Regions from separate parts of the Pan troglodytes genome. Here region 2 is linked to region 1. The links are chromatin contacts, called in public HiChIP or PLAC-seq maps. All regions are on one chromosome and are shown on one strand. The core of a region is the stretch at or near the end of the contact, and the rest is flanking DNA. Distances in the headings are between cores, read along the strand shown. Region 1 holds the start of XYLB (xylulokinase). Region 2 holds the start of EXOG (exo/endonuclease G).

Region 1 (2,731 bases), core at 140-2,639:
CTGCAGAGGCCTGAGACCAGGCAAGGCCATGGGCTATTCTCACAGGCCATGATTGTGGTCCAGAGACATTAATGTCCCACTGAAGCAATCTCCAAGCTTGGGAGTATAACTCCTTTCCTGGACAGATGGGAAAACTGAGGCCTAGCAAGGCAACTCGAGTCATCCAGAGTCCCACAGGACTTTCCCCCCAAGGACCGGCCAGAGGCCTGCCTCCCTTGACCCATTCGAGAAGAGGGGTTTGACTGTAACTGTGTATATTTCCCAAGTACTTTAAAGGAAAAGGTGCCCCCGGTCACCCCATGCCCTCTTTGAAGGCAAATTTTGATTTGCTTGCCTGTCTGCGGGGCGTTGGCAGCAGCACACTGCTCCTCTGGCCAGCAGTCCTGGGTGCGCAGACCAGGCAAGCTGGTGTCAACGAAGGGCGGTCACAGGGTAAAGTCCATTTGTACACTATGCATTTCACTTTTTTTTTTTTGGGACAGGGTCCCGTTCTGTCGCCCAGGCTGGAGAGCGGTGACGCCATCTTAGCTCACTGCAATCTCCACCTCCTGGGCTCAAGCGATCCGCTTCAGCCTCCAGAGAAACTGGGACTACAGGTGTGCGCCACCATGCCCGGCTAATTTTTGTATTTTCTGGTAGAGACCGGGGTTTCTCCATATTGCCCAGGCTGGTCTCGAACTCCTGGGCTCAAGCGATCCACCCGCCTCGGCCTCCCAAAGTGCTGGGATTACAGGCAAGAGCCACCAGGCCTGGCCCATTTCAATTTTTAAAAAAAGGTTTTGGGCTATAATCTGCTTCCAGGTCACTGGTTGTGCATGTGCGCAGGGCTACCCGCCTGTCTGTTCCCCTGCCTTACAGTAGCTGACTTCCTTCGGATCCCCGTCACTGGGTGCCCAGAACAGCGCAGGAACCCGCCGAGTCCTCCGGCCCCTCTGGGCACCGGGGGTCCTGCCGAGGAGCGCCTGCAGTTTCCTGGGGTAGCTGGGTCCAGGCGGGGTCGAGGCCGCATCTTGCGAGCGGGTGGCATTGGCAGGGCATCTCCGGGCGAGGGCACCGGCGCCCCACGGCCGCGCGCAGGGCAGGGGCGCGGGGGCCCCGGGAAGCCCGAGAGGTAGGCGCGCCCGCGGCCGGGCCCATGTTTTCCCGCGTCCGGGTGACAGCCCGCCCCCTACCCCCACCGAAGCGGAGGAGGCGGCCCCGTGGCCCTGCGGCCAGGCAACTGTACCTGCTGCGTGCTGAAGTCCCAGCCCAGGCAGCAGCGGCGAGGGGCGTGCTCCGCCATGGCCCTTCGGGTAAGGCTGCGCGTCCGTCAGTCCGTCCGTCCGCCACGCGGCGTGATAGTCGCCGCGCTCCAGCGCCCAGAGACGCAGGGGCCCGCCCCTAGCTCCGCCGGGCCAGACTGTGGACCGGAGTCACGAGGCGGGCTTGCGCTCTGGCGCCGCCTGCGGGGCTACGCGAGCCGGGACCGCGTCCTGTGCAATCGACGGTGCCCCCACGCAGCCCGCTTTCCTTCGAAGCGCACCCCCTCTGGTCCTCCCCATCTTCATCTTATGTCTTCATGGGCCGTGCCCTGACACAGCCTGGCTTCCCTTAGAGGACGCCTGGGCCAGAGGTTTCAGCTATAAGCCAGCTTGTCTTTCAGAGGGAGCCTGCCTGTCCTTCTGGAGGCCCTGGGCCTGCAGTCCTCTGTGGCTGTATCTTGGCACTGGAGCAGCTGTCCACCCATGGTGGTGACTCAGGGGCCACAGGGAAATGGGCCCTGGGGTTGGAAGCACTGAGTCCTGACAAGCCCTGTCCAGATCCAGCAAATCTGAATGGTTCCCAGTGTGTCACATCCCACCTGTGTATTTAAACTCAGCGCTCCTGATGCCCCCACGGGGAGACACTCATTCCTGGAGTCAATTGGTATTGATGGTCTAATGTGTGCCAGGCATGGTAAAGGGGAATGAGAAGCAGAGTCAGACCCACTCCCTTTATTCATGGAGCTGAGGGTGCCTGTCCCACCAGCTACATCCTTCCCGTCCCTAAGACTGACTGCTTTCCAGAATTCCTCCCCAAACCCAGCATGTGAGAGGCTCCTCCTACGAACTTCCCAGCCCACCAGTGCCCTTTTCATGCACTTGCAATGGTCTGTCTCCCTTGCTGAACTTGAGCTGCTTGGAGTCTACATGGGATCCTCTTCACTGCTGGAACAAGAAGGGGCCAACATACTTGTCCTCCAAGACATTCACAGCTTACTGGGGACTCAGCCACTCCAGCAGTCACCACCTGTGACAATAGACAAATACTGGATACTAGCTAGATCAGAAACAATTATGCAACCTGCTGAGCACATTTAATCCTCACAATGATGCTGGGAAGTAGGTACTATTATCTCCACTTTTAAAATTTTTTAAATAAAGGTATCTAAGTATCTAATCTAATTAAGATTAGATTACTGCATTTTAATCTAATCTTAACTGCTTGATGACTTTTTTTTTTTTTTTGACAGAGTTTCACTCCTGTCACCCAGGCTGGAGTGCAGTGGCGTGATCTCCGCTCACTGCAACCTCCACCTCCCTGGTTCAACTGATTCTTCTGCCTCAGCCTCCCGTGTAGCTGGGATTACAGGCGCACACCACCGCACCCAGCTAATTTTTTTTTTTTTTGAAACGGAGTTTCACTCTTGTTGCCCAGGCTGGAGTGCAATGGCGTGATCTCAGCTCATCGAAACCTCTGCCTTCTGGGTTCA
Region 2 (2,992 bases), core at 223-2,722, 150 kb before region 1:
CCTACCCATTATCTTGCTTTTGGAAATATGTTCAAGAACCCATCTAGGCACCCGCTTTGCCTGATCATAAGACAAAGCGTGATTAGTGTAACACCTTGTCTCTGTTCCAGTTAAAGGGAATCCAAATTGTTCCAAGACAGCCTTTTCTGCAGATCCTAAAAACGAAAAAAAAAAAAAAAAAAAAGGGGGGGGCAGAGACAAAAAAAACACGCACACACAATTAGTGGCTCTTAATAATGAAAGATTATAAGGAAAAGGAGAGCGGTGTGATTTACAAAGGACTGGCTCAGAAGTCTAATCAACCAGAAAATCTCATTTTTGCAATTACTTATGAGATGAAGAAAACAGACAGTAGGCAAAGTACTGATTTGCCTATAATCAGTGAATAAAATGCAGCTACTGCATTAACTTTTGAATAAAGACTTGATCTTATTAGTCTTTCACATCAAATTTCCAAATCATCTCTGAAGCACTGATATGTGTGCTGTTGCAAGATGACAGTAAAACTGGTACTGTTTTTCCTAGTGGGAGAAACCAAGCACACATTCAACAGTGAGTCAGTTTCGAGATAATCCTCCCCGATGCCTTCTCAAATCCTCAACCCCCCAAGGGGGTAGTTCTCTTGCTAGATGCCAAGTATCCAAAGGAGCAAGTTAAATTAGCACATCCGCAAAGTACAAGAAATGAGCTCGTGTAAATTTTTTTTTTTTTTGTCAAATATAAGGTACCCATTGCAACATGAGTTTTTATACACTTTGGAGGGATAGCAGGTATTCTTCAACTGAACAATGACGAAAGAAGGGCAGTTAACTAATCTACTAAAATTATGTATTAATTTATTCCTTCATTCATACTTACTGAATGCCAATTATGTACCAGGTACTGTGCTGGTTAGATGATGGAGACCAAAACAGACATAGTCTCAAGTCTTATGGAGCTAACAATCTTAGTAGAGAACACAGACATTAAAACATAGATATCGCGATGAGTAACTGGGAGGAAGAAAGTCGGGCGGGGGTGGGGGGGTGGTTCTGTGCAGAAAACGAAGATGCCCGGGGAAAGGAAGGACATGAGGGAAGCTGGCGAGACGCGAGGTGGGGAAGGGAGGCCGAGCCGGGAGAATAAAGGTCAGAAACCAAGGGCCAGGCTAGGGGCCCAGCAAACGGTGAAGGCTGTCCGTCAAGGACTGCCATTCACACTCCAGGTAGGAGTCGGAGCCCGAAACCTGGGCCAGGGAAGGGAGGACGGGCCCACAGACTTACCATCCGGCTGCTTCCCTGTCAACGCTCCCTCAGCGCCCTGACTCCGGAAGAACTGCAGGGCCGCGAGCCCAGCTCCCGCAGCGCCCACTACAGCCCCAGCCACGAAACCGCTCAGAAAACGACGGGAACCCCGGAGGCGGGAAGCGATACTCTTGATAGCCATTTTGCCCGAGGTACCGGCCTTTTACCACGGCGCATGCGCGCGCATGCCGTCCCCCGCCATCCCCCCCGTCACCCCACGCCTCACCGCCCGCCAAGCTGAGGGCCTCGCACGCCCCCTGGTGACAAGCCGGGATGCCTAGCGCATCCCCGCTTCATCCCTGGTCCACTGGACGGGGCGATGGATGGGGAATATGATGTCTAGAGGGCTTAGTGGTATGCTATATATAGTCTTGAGAAAAAAATGCCTTTAGTCCCATTTAATAGGTGAGTAAACACTTGCACATGGTTACACTAAGGTCTCCAGAGCCGATATTCCAACTCAGGTCTATTTATTTATTTAGCGACAGGGTCTCTGTTACCCAGGCTGCAGTACGGTGGAATGATCATAGCTTACTGCGATCTCGAACTCGTGGGCTCAAGCGATCCTCCTGCCTCAGCCTCCTGAGTAGCTGGGACTACAGGCACGTGCCACATTGCCCGGCTAAATTTTTGGCGGGAGTGGGGGAGCGGTAAAGAAGGGGGTCTCCTTATGTTGCCCAGGCTGGTATCCAACTTCTGGCCTCAAGCAATCTTCCCGCCTCGGCCTCCCAAAGTGCTGTAAGTCCAGGTGTGTGTCACTGTCCCCAACCTTCTCTTTTAAATTGGAATAATAATACTTAGACCATAGCGTTCTTGTGAGGATTAAAGGAGATGACACATGTAAAATGTTTGGGGAAGTACCAGGGGCATGTCACTAAGTGTTCTATAAATGTTAGAAATGTTTGAGTCATCTCTACTCTTTGTCTTGATAGAATATAAAAGCCAGATTGCTGAACGCCTGCTGGCAAAGAAAGGATAGATTTCATGGACTACCACTCACAAATGAGTCTTCATTTTGCAGCACGATCTCCAGCATTCCGTGTGGACTTAGTTCTTAGCAGAAACTTCAAGTTTCCTATTTCTTAGATAACTGATAGGAATAACTTTCATCTGATCCCACTGATGATTCACTGACCAGGAGGCCACTTCTAACAACCTACTGAAGTGTGCACATTATTTTGACAGCCTCAAATGGGAGGCTACCCCCTTGCCTGGAATACCTCTAGTGAAGGACCCTGACTGGTTAAGCTACATCAACCAGAGTCCTTCCTAGGGATTTTCGATCTAGTAGTCTCTCTGGGTAGCAAAGCTGTGACGTAAAACTCACAGGCGCAGTGGCTCATGCCTGTAATCCCAGCACTTCGGGAGGCCAAGACTGGAGGATCACCTGAGGTCAGGAATTTGAGACCAGCCTGGCCAACATGGTGAAACCCCGTCTCTACTAACAATACAAAAATTAACCAAGTGTGGTGGCGCGTGCCTGTAATCCCAGCTACTCGAAAGGCTGAGGCAGAATTGCTTGAACCCAGGAGACGGAGGTTGCAGTGAGCTGAGATCGTGCCACTGCACTCCAATCTGGGCAATAGAGCAAGACTCTGTCTAAAAAAAAAAAAAAAAAAGCTCTGGCACTGTCTACAGCCTTGTTTCCTGCTAAGAAGTCAAAGGAGCAGATGCATCTGGTCTTGCTCTGAGCAATAATGGAAGAAATA

The links. HiChIP or PLAC-seq counts read pairs in DNA pulled down with a chosen protein or histone mark.
Region 2: a contact with region 1 is called in an H3K4me3 HiChIP or PLAC-seq map of stem cell-derived excitatory neurons, with 2.5 times the contacts expected there. The contact joins the promoter of EXOG here to the promoter of XYLB in region 1. A contact is called at or near these places in 3 of 7 Hi-C or Micro-C datasets (blood, induced pluripotent stem cells and stem cell-derived neural progenitor cells) and 1 of 1 datasets of contacts at active chromatin or transcription factors (stem cell-derived excitatory neurons).

The regions. Positions count from the first base shown.
Region 1 is chr2:42,350,092-42,352,822 of NHGRI_mPanTro3-v2.0_pri, reverse strand. XYLB (xylulokinase) reads right to left here and starts at 1,389. Exons shown (of 19, transcript XM_016940725.4): 1 at 1,226-1,389. The coding sequence starts at 1,282.
Region 2 is chr2:42,497,996-42,500,987 of NHGRI_mPanTro3-v2.0_pri, reverse strand. EXOG (exo/endonuclease G) reads right to left here and starts at 1,472. Exons shown (of 5, transcript XM_001171826.8): 1 at 1,263-1,472. The coding sequence starts at 1,425.